Regions from separate parts of the Mus musculus genome. Here region 2 is linked to region 1. Evidence: chromatin contacts called from public Hi-C data. All regions are on one chromosome and are shown on one strand. The core of a region is the stretch at or near the end of the contact, and the rest is flanking DNA. Distances in the headings are between cores, read along the strand shown.

Evidence for each region. A called contact is a pair of places that touch in the nucleus more often than the background predicts.
Region 2: a contact with region 1 is called in a Hi-C map of cortical neurons, with 1.7 times the contacts expected there. The contact joins two enhancer-like sites. A contact is called at or near these places in 2 of 484 Hi-C or Micro-C datasets (cerebral cortex and cortical neurons) and 2 of 9 other capture datasets (adipose tissue and liver).

Annotation. Positions count from the first base shown.
Region 1 is chr14:21,366,716-21,374,196 of GRCm38.p6, reverse strand. Adk (adenosine kinase) reads right to left here. Exons shown (of 11, transcript NM_134079.4): 8 at 5,091-5,126. Among named protein-coding and RNA genes, the nearest start is that of Gm52152, 48 kb to the left of the region's middle. Within about 2 kb of position 4,951, at least 121 of the 459 cell types and tissues checked have an H3K27ac peak or open chromatin away from gene starts, as enhancers often do. A contact at or near this core is called in cerebral cortex and cortical neurons, where this site is marked.
Region 2 is chr14:21,657,084-21,663,686 of GRCm38.p6, reverse strand. Kat6b (K(lysine) acetyltransferase 6B) reads right to left here. Exons shown (of 17, transcript NM_017479.3): 13 at 2,713-2,944; 14 at 2,100-2,259; 15 at 1,221-1,529. Among named protein-coding and RNA genes, the nearest start is that of Dupd1, 54 kb to the left of the region's middle. Within about 2 kb of position 3,841, at least 36 of the 459 cell types and tissues checked have an H3K27ac peak or open chromatin away from gene starts, as enhancers often do. A contact at or near this core is called in cerebral cortex and cortical neurons, where this site is marked.

The DNA of each region.
Region 1 (7,481 bases), core at 3,702-6,201:
ACTGAGTTCTGCAAGTTGCCCTCTGACCTTCATGCCCACACTGCGATACATGCCACTTAATAAATGAGTGAACGATTTCTTTTCAAAAAGTACACATCTCCTTCCTTTCACTCTCTTGTTTTCATTTCACTGTCACCAAGCAGGTGATACAAAAGTTTGAGCACTGTCCCGATCTGTCCCAGCTGTGGCGCTCCCACGCACTGCCCACTCAGCTATACCATCCTGGGTGATCTGCCAATTGCCAGTCAAGTCTCAGGCTGCCTTCCTCACTTGACTCAACCCAGAGAGGCTGGCCTTGTGGAGCACACAGTTCACTGTGTTCTTTCTTGTTTGGTGGCCTCTGTCCTCTTGTTTGCTCTGTTTGAAGTGTGTTTTCTTGGCTGGTTGTTTAACTGTGTTTTGTTTTGTTTTGTTTTGTTTTGTTTTTCTTCTGTCATTGCTAGATAGCTCTATTTGTCAGATTTTAACTTTCTTTTCCTTCTTTAAAAAAATTACTACTGTGGGGGCTGGGGGACACACGTCTTCTCCAGCACATGCCCGGTGGCTCTGAGGACAGCTTCGCAGAGCTGGTTCCTTCCTTCTATCTTTTTACTGGGTTCTGGGGAACAGCATCAGAAAATGATCTCATCTGTTTCTCCCAGTCCCTTTTAAACATTGTCTTCCTTTGGGACCCAGACACCCTGGAAAGCACCAGTAGGGCCTGACGTAGGACTTATTTTCTGAGACCGTGACAGTTCACTGCAACCCTAAAATCTGTGCAGAACACAAGAACCTAAGTGTCACGTGTGAGAGGTCCCAGGGAACGAACCATTACTTCCTGATGATGCCATGTAGATTTTCTCCTCCCTGCTGATCAACAGAACTTTTTAAGATGATGTATATGTTTGCTACCTGCACTGTCTAATAAAGTAGCCATCATGCCCACAGGCTATGGGGTCCTAGGAATGTGTATAGGACGAGCAGAGTGAGAATGCATTTTGTTTTATTTTTAAAGACAGTTTCACTGTGCTTTACACTGGTCTCAAACCCATGGGTTCAAGCCACCCTCCTGAGTTAGCATTCAGGGTAGTTGGTACTACAGAGCTGCAGGTACTCCTCGCCTTGAATTTTACATTTTCTGCAATGCTAAATAATCTTAACTTGAGCAGCCAAGTGTGATCATTGGACTGTGCAATTCTATACTTTGTCGTTCAGTGTTACAAGGTGATTGCGTCTCCCTGGCCAGAGAAAGGCTGCGACGCTTGGATGTTCTGGGTAGCCAGAGGCTGGGGGAAGAAGGGAAAGGGAATAAGATCACTTTGTTCCCCATGTGGAGAGAGCATTATGCCTTAGACACCTACAAGAGAAGGAAAATCTTTGCTTGGAGTCATGCTGAAAAAAAAAATGACTCAATGGTTTGAATTCCTTTCAAAAATTGGCACACATTTCTGTTGCGGAGACAATGAAAATATGGAGAATAACTAAATTTAGGTTTTGGAGGTATTTTCTTCATTTTATTTAATTCCCATCAATTTATGACAGTTTTCAAAGGCTTTATAAATGAAGCCTACTTTTAACTACCTTGTTTTTATTTAGATTTTTAACAATGTAAACCTTTAATCAGTTCAGCCCAAGAAAAGGAAGACTTAACAGCACACTGCAGTCTGAGCTGTTTTTCCAGAATAATAAAAGGCCGCGCGAAACTCTTTACCAAGAATTGTCATTTTAAATTCTTAGCAGGTCTGTCATTTAAATCGGGCACTATGCAATTTTCCATCACCTATGTAGAAAAACCCACTCTCCTGCCTTGTGCTCTGCCTACCTCCAGCTTTTATCCCCTTCTCCAGTGCTCTCCTAAGCTGCTGCTTCTCACTAAAAAAAAAATGCCCAGTTCATCTTAAAGATTAAAGCTTTTTTTTTTTTTTGAAAAGATTATCTAGAATTTGCAGAGAAGCCCACCAGGGCATCATAAACAACGCAACTGAGGGTCTTTCCTTATGAGTAGACACAGGTTATTTTAGAGGTGTCAGGCTGGCCTGTCAGATCACAGATGGCAACACTGTGGTTCTGGGAAAGGATGGGGATTAGTAACAGAAACTAAGGGAGTGCAGGGGTGCTGGCAGGAAGGAAGGATGCTCGCCTCTCTGGTCTTTCAATCATTCCATTTGCCTTGCTCTTTCTTTCTTTTCAAGGTGCACCAAATTCAGAGCCAACATTAAGGCATGAGAGAGAAAATACAAATTGCTAAGATAAAGTGACTTAGTCTTGTTTTATTCAAGAGTACTACCCTTTAGACCTATGTTTTTGTATTTTCTCTAATGAAGTGAGAAAACTTTAATGACATTATAAAAATCATTGGATTTCTCAGACAGCATTCCACACGTGGGTTGTATTTTTATTAACAATCCTGGCTTGAGGCTACTCTAATCATGGCCTGTATGTATTCTGCACTGCTAACTAATGCTTTTGGGGAACCGTAGAGGGACATATCAAGACACCGTGTACTTTAATGAATCTAACACAGCACTATCAACATCACTGGTGGAGCTGGGTCTGTGGGTCAGAGGTAACGTGGTAGGTGACTATGATAATTATCATTTTGCTTACATGCCCTAATCCATTATGGAAGACTATGACAAAGGGAAACAATTTTCAAATCAGTACATAGGAACTACTGAAAGGTTAATATAGTGCTGGTCAGCAGGAAATAGAGAATGCAGTTTGTTGCTGAGACTGAGTGTAGACCAGGTACACTTCGAGCAAAGAGCTCAAGAAGAAATAAAGCCTTTAGTAGGCTTACTATCCTCAGAAAACATCACATGAGCACTAAGGAACTGCTATTTTACTATATGCATGTGATATGCCTATCTGCAAACCAATCACGGAACCCAAATACTTTTGTTTAATGATAACACAGCTAACTGACAGGTACAAATTTATATTCTAAAACCTCTTATTTATGAAGTATTTGAGTTTATAATATTTGAAAATATTTGTTTTTTGTAAAACAAAACTTAGCATAGTTAAAACTTTATGATTTAAGATAGCCAACCATGTATCCCTGGCTGGCTTTGAACTCACAGAGATCTGCCTGCCTCTAGAGAACAGGTATTACAGGAATGTACACAATCATGCCTGGGGGTAAAACCTTTAAAATGACTGAAAGCATTAACATATGTTCTCACAATCAAAACACTTGTTTTAGATGTCTCTCTGTGTGTATACATGAGTGCTAACTCCCTAGCCTCACATTAAAAATTATATTTATTTAGTGTATGTGTTCACACATGTTTCAAAGTTCTAGTGTGGAGGTCAGAGGTCACGGCACCTCTATCCAATAAGGCATTTGGAGGCCCCATATTGCATTTGTGAACATTCTCCTGACTCCATCCGGTCTTATACAGCAGTTGTCAGTTTGGGAAATTAATAAGACAAACAACGTTGGAAATCCCTTTCTACACTACTTAATTCCACAGTGACTCAAATGTGGTAAAACAATGAAAGAAAACTTCTTTTGTTGTTGTTGTTGTTGTTTTGTTTTTTTGTTTTTTTGAGACAGGGTTTTTCTGTGTAGCCCTGGCTGTCCTGGAACTTACTCTGTAGACCAGGCTGGCCTCGAACTCAGAAATCCGCCTGCCTCTGCCTCCCAAGTGCTGGGATTAAAGGCTCGAGCCACCACCACCACCTGGCAAAAGCAAACTTCTAAGAAGTCAATGACTATGTCATTTTTCTGTGTTTCAAACGATTGAGGGAATTCTTAGAGACAAGCTCACTGTCTTCCTTTATGATGTAGAGGAACTGTTTCTGGCTTACACAGTCACCACACATGTATATTATTTTGTTTCTCGATGACGAATCTGCTTCTAATTCATTTTATTAATAGGTGTAAATATCACAAATTCACATTTCTTTAAGGAGCTTAAAGCTTACATAGTATTGTTCAATCAACATTCAACTCACAGTTTCTATGTGTGGTACACAATATTGAGTATGCAAATAAGGGTGGAGTTACTAAATCTCAATTACATTTATTTCTATAGTTACATGAGTGGGGTGGCTCAGCCGATAAAGGTGCTTGCTGCCAAACCAGACGACCTGAGTTCAATACCCACACCCACATGGAGGAAGGGATAGAACTGATTTCAGCAAGTTCTCCTCTGAGCGTCACACATATACTGTGTCAGGCAAGTGCCCTCCTAACAAATAAATAATATAATTTTAAAAAGTTTCTCTAGTCAATATTACAAGTTGATGTATAAAACAGAACAGTTGACATTGTTCTGGCTCAGTACCACAGCCATCAAAGATTCATAAACCCAGTTAATTATCTGTCACTTAACCTGGGTTCATACTGAAGTTAGTGTTTTCTAACAGTCAATTAGAAGATAGTATTATGCAGACAGAAACACGGTCTTGACTGTATCTTGATTTTGCCAACAACGACCACATGGAGTTTTGAATCTTGACAAGATTGTCCTTCTAGTAGGTAAACAGAACGGAGACCAGAAAATTAAGGCTAATTATCAATATTTTCCTTACAAAAAATTATCTGATGTTATTTTTTAAAAGATGAAAGGGAGACAGGACTCAAATAAGAAGCTCATAAGCAGGATAGAAATTAATCAGCCCTAACAACTGGTAAGTACAACCTTTGGAGATTTATTTGCATAACGATAATTTACGGGCGATAGGGTTGAACTTATTTAAGTGACATTATAGCTCACTATTCTGTCTTGCCCTAACACTGCTGCAGCACGGAATTCTTATGAAATGTAATGCAGCTAATGAGGTAGCTTTTTAACTGAACAAACTGACAGGCCCCATATCTGCAGAGGCAGCTTGAAACTGTGCCCAACCTCTTGGCTTCCCAAGAGGCTTTTCAAAATTCAATAAATAACATCTGTAGGCGATGTTGGGTGCAGACCTAGCAGAGTGCGTCATAACACTGTGCTGGCAGAACAAAGAAACCATGACGACTGCCAAGTTTCCATGGCAACTGCAGCGAGGCTCTGAGAGTATAATAGCACATCAATCACTGTCCAAAAGAACTTCATTATCAGCTAGAAAAAACCTTTAGGATCTGTTTAGTGTGCAATTGTGGGTTAACTCACCTCAAAGCCTTGCTCTCTAGCAAAAGTGGCAGCTTCCTGAAAAAAAAAAAAAAAAGGACAGTTAATTATAAAGTGCCAGATAATGAAGAAATAATTCATTCTGAAACTCATTCAGTCTTCTTTTTACACAATTATCTCAAGATACTCACATAGATTAATTTTTATTTTTACCCCAAAATATTTCCTTTTTGTCTTGGCATGAAAAACAATGGGCCACATGGTGTCAACACACTTCACACGCCAGGACAGGGAAGATGCTATGTGTTTTTACAGTGGCTGCCAATGAGTTCAGGTGTTCTGACCTCACTCAGAAAGGAAAGGCATTCACTTGAAACCCAAGGACCAGGCTGGTGGTTACACGTGTAATTAAAAGAGTACTTTTCAGGAAGCTCTTCTGGAGATGAGAATGCCTACTAATAGATATATAGATGCTGGAAACAATTATTTCCCAACCCCATGATGAAATTTATAGAGACAGGGGTCACCAGTGGGTTGTTAGAGTCATTGAGTGATAGGATGACAGGGAACCGGTTCTTCCCATGGAATCAAAGCAGCACAGATTACATGCTGGCCACGGGGAGCAAAGTGAAACTTTATAATGGAAGGGACCAAGCTGTCATCATTGTAAGCCTGTGGTCAGTCCTATCCACTAGCATCCCTCATAGTGGGATTGCCAAATATCCTGTGCCCCAGATATGGAGAATGGAGTTCACGGTATCAACCAGGATGTAGTCTAGCCAAAATATCTTCGCACCAATTAACCAAAAGTTTAGTTCAATAACTTGTATTTATGAGAAAAAGAGAGGAACAATTAAAGGAGAAAGTGAACGAATCTGTAAGGCGGGCACATTTACAAAGCAACTAGTAATGTTTCTTTAACTAATGGCAGCCTCAAAGATAAACTGGGAAGGGAAATGAACAAAACCAGCATATGACTGCATCTTATTTTAAACCAAACCAGCTGTGAAAGATGTTTCAACAGAGGTAATCTGAAAATCAGAGGATAGAAGGAATCGTCAGTTTGATATTAGGAATGATCAGTGTGACAAGGAAATTGTCTTTAACTTTTAGGGCTGTGTCCAGGAGTATTTAAGGGTAAAAAGCCACATACAAAATCTGTAACTTGGAATACTCTGCGAGAACAAAAGGAAGCGAACTTGACAAAACACTGGAACCTAGGTCTAAGATATACGGGGCGAATGCTTCCACTCTCTATACCCCTCAACCCCACCCTCCTGGGGTCTTGCTATATAGCCCTGGCTGGCCAGGAAATGCTATGCAGGCAAGACTAGCCACAAACTTGTATAGATCCACCTGCTTCTGTCTTCCAAGTGCTGAGATTAAAGGTTTGGGTCACCGTGCCTGGCTTTTGTCTAAGAGGAAAAGGTTAGAAAAGTTAACACCTAAAAGAATGTTTAAAAATTTTAATACACAAAGTTCTTCTAGCCTTTATACATATACATGTATGAGCACAATTTAATGAACATTATGCCATATGCTAATGCTTTTCTAACAGGCTACTGAAAGACAAAACAAAACAAACCACCCCAAACCAAAAAAACCCACCCATATCTATGTAACTAAGTCCTTACGCTTTCACTGTTTAGCTCGTGCATACATTTTAATTTTAGGAATCATAGAAAATGGAGGCAATATTACTTTTCATTTCTACTTCCCTCTTGAAAGTGAAAAAAATTGCAGACAACTGTCAAGAGTCTCTACATCTTAACTCACATTCCTCCAAAATTATCTTTGCCAAGAGATATTAATAGAAGAATGGGATTTGAGCCCAAGTGGTGAGCAGATCCAACTCAACTAGAACGACTGCTGCACCAAACCATGTAAGGCAGAAAGTACAGCCAGTGCCTTTAAAATAAATGTGGACAGTTCCTCCATGTTGAGGGAAATACTAATTAGGAAATACATGCATGTACTTATGGTCCACTATACTAATAACAGATTTAGAGAACCTATACTTTTGGGGTGTGGAAAAGTCAAAATGCGTGATTATAGATCAACAGTGGAGTTAACAGCAAGTCTTAAGCTGAGGGTTGATCCCCTCATTCACTAGAGAAAGAGCAGGCTGACTAGTGAGCCACAGTTGACAATGACACGCACACGCGTACCACACACACACACACACACACACACACACACACACACACACCACAAACCCTTGATGAATGGCTCAAGTAAGCAAGGTTACTCTCATTTCAATTTCCTTACAAAACAATGTTTATAGTTCACAAATAATATTTGCTGGCTGAGATATCAAGTCAAGTGAAAGGTTGAAAAGATATCAATGTGTTGTTTTCTAAGCCATCATAAATTTAAGTAAATGAATTCTTAGACGAATAATGCAACTGAATAGCTCTGGTGAAAACTACTACT
Region 2 (6,603 bases), core at 2,592-5,091, 290 kb before region 1:
CAGAATGCTGCTCTGTGAGGGCTCAGTATGTCTACGTGAATGTCAGCTTCGGGCCAGGGCCAGGGTGTAGCTCACTAGCAGAGCACTTACCTCTCATGCAAAAGGCACTGGGCTCCCCTCCCAGCATGGTGGGGGTGGGGGGGGCACTATTTCCAGATAAACAGTACTGAAGAATTCCTGCATCTTACACTTTTAATGCTTTCAATGTTCTTAAAGAGCACATACAGGCCTATTAACATTCTAAAATCTAACCGTATTAGTCATTTAACACTTGCTGTTATCTGCTCCCTAAGCCCCCACACCTTTCCCCCAAACGCAAGTGCAGCCAATATAAAGAGCTGGTTTCCTTCAGGTGAATCCATACGGAGAGCTGTGGCCCACACCATGACTGGAATGACTCTGTTTATAGATCTCCTTCCTCTCATTCTACCCATAACACAAGACTGACTTCTCTGTATAAGAAGTTAAAATGCTGAGTAGCCACAAGTGCACTTCACGGGGTGCTCCCTCTGCTAACTCCAACTGTGAGGTCAGAAGAAAGAACCTAGTTGGGAGTTAGACTAGCAAACTGCCTGGAAAATACTTCTTAGGACAGCCCCTGGGAAGAGCTTTCATTTCTACCGTGTTATCCCTCCTTGTCAAGGCTGTATTAATAATATCTGCCCTGCTGTATGTCACAGATAGAAACTGCAGACAAAGATAGCAGATGTGGAAGAACATTTACCCCCACCCCCACACAAACCAATGTTGCGCTTTCTATCCCACTGGGCAGGAACTGGCGCTGTCTGAGGAGACTACCTGGTACCCAGGATATGAAGAGTTTTACTTCCGTGTCACTGGCCACACAAGCAGAACACCAGCAGCAAACTAAAGGGTGCGGAATACCTAAGAACCCTATGTGAGAATAAGGGACACTAATGCAGGAACGCTGGACTTGGAGCTCTGAGGTGTGGCTGGCCCTCTAGTGAGTCATGTGACCTGGTCTGGTCTGACCCCCCCAGGCCTCTGAGGTGTCCTGCAGACCAGCAGGTGGCAGTGAACACCAGACTAGGGTGGTTAGCATGCTGCACACGTTAGCAGTAAGCAGAACCACAAGTGTAAGATAAACGATTGTGACACTGGACCACTGAGATGTAAACTACAGGGAAACTACAGAGAGTGAAACAAAAACTGTGAAGAGAAGCCAGACAGACCAGAAAACAGCTTATCTGCATACACACCTTTCTTTTAATGGAAACTGACTGTGGCTTAGTCAACCGAGGGGGAGATGTCTGAATGCTCTCCTCCTCTTCCTCCTCCTCCTCTTCCTCATCATCTTCCTCCTCCTCCTCCTCCTCTTCCTCACTGCTCTCTTTGGACAGCTCTAACAACTGTCCTCGCTCCCCGGCCACTGGCCGCCTCTCTGGGGAGTGCAGGTACTTATTCTTTGATTGTACTTTTGCAGACGATTGCCTACTGCTAACTCTGGACGACAGGATCTCTTGCTCCTCCTTCTCCCAGCAGCTGGCTTGTTCCATTAGTCGTTCAGCCTGGGGTGGGGAGCAAAATGGTCATCGGTGAGGTCAGTTACACGGCTGGAGCCTCCAGGATCAATGAAAAAGGATCTCTCTCTAAGTGAGTTCTGACCAGCTGGTCAAGCACATTCCAGCTGTATCAGTTAGGAGAGCAGACCTAAGACGGCTGGGTTTCATGGGATAGTAAGTGGTGTTACGGCTGGGTTTCATGGGATAGTAAGTGGTGTTAACGATGCAGTGAATTGATTCAAGCTCTTTATCACTACATTACATGCTCACTGGCATGGAGCACTCTACGCAAGTTTATAAACACAAAGAATCGATTAACATGGCAGCACTGCAGCCCAGCACCAAGTCTGATCTGATTACATACTGTCAGTGCTGAGTGCCTCGGTGTGATCAATGATAAATGTCTCATTTTTCATACTTAATTCAATAAAATTATCATGTCTTAATCGGTTAGGATAAATTAGCGCTGTATCGTTTCATAAGCGTTATAACTGAGCTTTCACAATGACGCAAATGACTCTCTTAGCTTAAGCAACTACAAGACAAAAGTCACCACTCAGGATGACTCGTCATCACCTCCTTCTCAGCTTCTCGCTCTTCCTCAGAAACCACAGCATTAGAAATTAACATTGGGGTCCATCTTAGACTCTCCGGATCAAGTTCATTGGGTCGGGAACAGTTCTTCAGCTTTTCCATGTGGCCCAATATCAACTTTTCCCTTCTAATGATGACAAACCTGTAATATAGGGAGACAAGACAAAGTGAGATTAAAAAAACTGAGAGCTAGTGGGGTGTGGTTGCATACACCTTTAACCTTAGCACTTGGGGGAGGCAGAGGCAGGAGACTCTCTGTGAGTTCAAGGCCAGCCTGGTCTAACAAACTGAGATGGAGGGATGCCAGGGCTATACAGTGAGGCCCTGTCTAGAAAACCAAACCAAACCAAACCAAACCAAACCAAACCAACTCAAGATTAAATGGTGGACATGCTGGTGCATACCTGTAATCCAGAACTGAGGCAGGAGGATCGCATGAGTTTGAAGGTTACCTGGGCTACTGTTTTAAAAGAACAAAGTCCCTGGCCAATCCAGATTCCTTTGACCCAGGTTATGAAAATGGAAAACCAGCAAAAGCAACAACAACAGGCTTGATCCTGCTGTGGATCAAGAAAGCAGAAAGCAGGGCACTCACCTGCCATCCCTCCTGTCAATCATGTGGAGGTGCTGCAGAGTGGTGGCGATGTCATGTGGGCACATGCCTGTGGCTCTGCTAATGGCCTTGATGCTGATGTGCCTCTCGTGGTGGCGGTAGAGGTATTCCAAGATGACACTTTTCCAGTAGGCCAGGTAGGAGAGCCGGCCCAGGTCAGAGAGCGGCTTTTCGGGAGACCCTGCTTGGCCTTCTCTTCGAGAAAGCAAATAGCCTAGGCAGGAAAAGCAAAACTGCACTCAGCTTGGTTGTCAGAGCTAGGGCCAGGACTAGGAACAATGTCATCAGCCACAAGGTAAAAGCATCACACAGGTCAAGTGTGTCCTGTCAAGCTCGTCACCTCTCTCAATTACAGTGATGTCACCTCGTCAAATTTCTGCTTGTCAACTTTTGTGGTGACACTGTAAGCGAATTCACACAGCTGGTGGCAGCTAACATACATGGTGTTGTGTGTCACGGAGGTTGAAAGCTAAGACTAAAGAGACTTCTGGGGAATCTCCACACATAAATCCCCTGCAAGCCTGAAATTCTCTCGGATACTCAATGTCAGGATCTCTCGGATCCTGGGGAGGGACCACCCCGACATTAATGGGCAGGTTGTTTTCCACAGAGGACCCGATGACCCTTTGACAGCTGGGGCTTAGTGAAGGGGCTTCGGCTGACACAGCCTGCACTGCCTGTTCCGTTTAACCAGCGGCTGATTTGAAGCTGTTTTAGTATTAATAAAACACTGGCTTTCACGCCTATGGTGGCAAACGCAAATCTACGATGCTAGCTCTATTTTTACCCTTCTCATAAAAACTAAGCCAACCTGAGAATGTGGCTCCTACAATTACAAATAAAATACACGAGCACATGAAGCTCGAACCGCACAGCTTTTCTGGCAAAGAAACTCTGAAATGAGAAGACTTTAAGCCCACTTAGAGGAAATGAACGGAAGCTGGTGGCTGTCTCGGTAATTAAGAGGCAGTAATGGAGGAGAGAAGAATTGACTGTCAAGTAGTGATGGCTTCTTTGCTCTAATTGTTTCAACAGCCTCACCTCCCTGAGGTTCACCTCCGTGAACCTCCTGCGTGTAAACAAACATCAGCACAGACAGTAGGTGGCAGCACTCACCAAACCAGGCCACTCTACACCAACCCAGACATCAGCGTTCCTCCCCTTCATCTACAGTTCCAAAATGGCTGCACTTGCAAGAATTTTCTGTTTTAGTTTTTCTGTTGTTGTTACAAAGAGAAATCAATGCCTTGGATCCATTTTCTTCCTGTTTCTCAAAACCACTTGCAAATAATGCAGAAATCTAGAAAAAGACACTCTACCTCAACAGCATGCTGCATCTTGACAGCTTTTATTTGAATGTCATCATACAGAATAGAAATAAAATAAGCATCGTGTTTTGCCTAAGATTTTTGGTTTAACTCCTCTCGTCCTGTTTAAGTATTGAATGCAAACAAACACCAGACTTTAACAGCCAAGCCACTGTCGGCGCGTGCCGCTCTGCCACACTGAGGTTTTCAACAGCGGTGTCAGGAATGCTAACGTGGACAGCTGCTGTGCTGCAGCCAGCCCATATCGTGTCCTGTCAACATGGAGAGTGCTGCGTTGCCAGAGCAGTGGAGGAAGCCCAAACCTCAGCACAGAAAACTGGCGTATCCCGTCACCTGCTCCCTAAGTGCTTGGCATAGCCTGAGAAATTTACTTAGTCAGCTGGGAGCCCCAGCTCTGTACTTCTGCCGGGGGTGGGGGGGTGAGGCGCAGGTATAGAACCATGGATGATAACTGTTCCCTTTGTCCACAAGATCCCACAATTAAAAGTTCCCTGCAGTGACTAACTATGGAAGTCCCCAGGCCCTCACTGATTCATGTGAATCCCACTGTTGAAGGCAGAAATTTGGCCTACAAGCAGTTCCCCCTCCCACCTACGCTCACCACTACACAGAACTACCTTACCCTGGAGGCACGGTTTTTATTATGTCTCTATGTTCCCACACTTTGACCTAAGAGGGAAGCATTCCCACCCTCCCTTTCAATTTTACCTAGCTGTTCTTGTACCCCGAGTCTAAAAAGCATGCGGTAATTTAGGCGAGCCAGCAAGCTGAGCCCCTGGGGAGCACTGGAGTACAAACCTTTCAGTACCCTCCACTCCTGCAGTGTCAAAAGGCTGACTCCTGACAATTCCTTGGCCTTTTGACTGCAGCGCAGGACTGCTGCCCCATAGGTGGAAGGTAACACGCTCTATGTGTCATGGACATTGAGCCCACTGGTCTCTCCCAGCAAAGCACCCTCCTGTTGTGTGTGCACTCAGAGGCTGTGAAGAGGCAGGGACTCTGCAAGCACTTGTTGGGAGGGATACTTTTCAGGGTGCCGAGAATATGACTGGAAACCCAATGTTTAGTCAGAACCTCCTGCACACATCCCAGGGATGATGAGCACCAAACACCACCCAAAGCCAATGCCCTGAGGTGCCTGGCCCTGCTTGTAGTGTGTCTCCTCCTCCTCTGGGAATCCAGAGACCCTCAAAGAAGTTGCAGCCAGGAAGAAAATGGCACTTTTGCCGAGAACTATTTGGAATCTCCCCATGACGGAGGATGCTCTGATGTTAAACAGAATCCACCAGGAACAGTAAAAATGACCATGAACACATGTCTTATTTCTTACTAGTTGACTGAAATGGCATGCAGAATGACAATCTGTGCTGTTTGGAAAGGTGCTGTGCCTCCTGGTTGTGCACTGACGACAGAAGAGCGGCTGGCTATAAATGTCATCTGCGGCAGGCGCTTGCCTGGAAGGAGCTGAGCTGCTGATGCTGACCTATGCTGTCCTTCGCGACATGGGTGTTAAGTGAGGGGCTTCTTGCCACCTTCTGTCCCTTCCTACTTTCTCTCAGCTCCTCAAAGCACAGTTACAATATAAAGCAGACACAGTAAATTTTGGTAAGAACATTTGACTTATTAATTACAGAGATGTGATGGTTTAAGCTCTTAAGTTTAACTTACCAAAAAGATTCCAAATAATTGATCTAAGATGCAGGGAAATAAAAAGCACTTATCTTGGAAGCCGGTGTATTGTCCTGAAGCATCTGAAACAAGTACAATACACCCCTGGTGAATAGATCCCCACGGCGTGCTCACACCTCTCCTTAACGCAGGACACTTTCAATCAGAAAACTTCAACTACCCCTGGGGAAACCTACTGTTTCAGACGAAAAGTGACGTGTGGAAGACAAGTCCCAGGAGCTTCAGGATAATTAACTGCTGGTGCGAATATTCCCTTGAACTTGTCGGTGAGCCAAAGATTCAGGCAACGAGCACTCAGTCATGAGTGAGAACCTCGTAATGGAAACGGAGTAGCCCACACACCATCCCCTGCATTAACCACCCCAAACTAGCATGATCCACTTCCTCCTCTGCGTCACTGGAACTGCATACCAGGGGAAAGGTGAGGTCGAAGGGGCAGCGGAAGTCTCTCATGCTTGACTCAGAGATGATCCTCTTGCAGGGAAAAAAGCATTTCCAAGCAGAGCATACAGGCCACCTGGCCTCCATTGAGGACGGCCTAAAGTATCAGTTCTCGCTGCCTGGTCCTGACCAGAGACTGAATGGCTAACTGCCTCTAGGAAAGCAGGGTAGACCCACTTTATGGAGGTAACTATTTGATGAGGTCAAAGTTTGTTTTGGCAGTCATGAATAAATCAAAATCAATTTGATCCCAACTCTCATTTATTTGGAACTTCCCTCGTTTTGAACAAGTGCTATGCAGGATGATATAGTGGAGCAAGAGTAAAAAGAGGCAAGGGTGTGACAGAGATCTTCACAAGTGTCCCCCCTCATCCGTGTACACTTCCATCTGTCATTGTCTGCTTCCAAACCATCT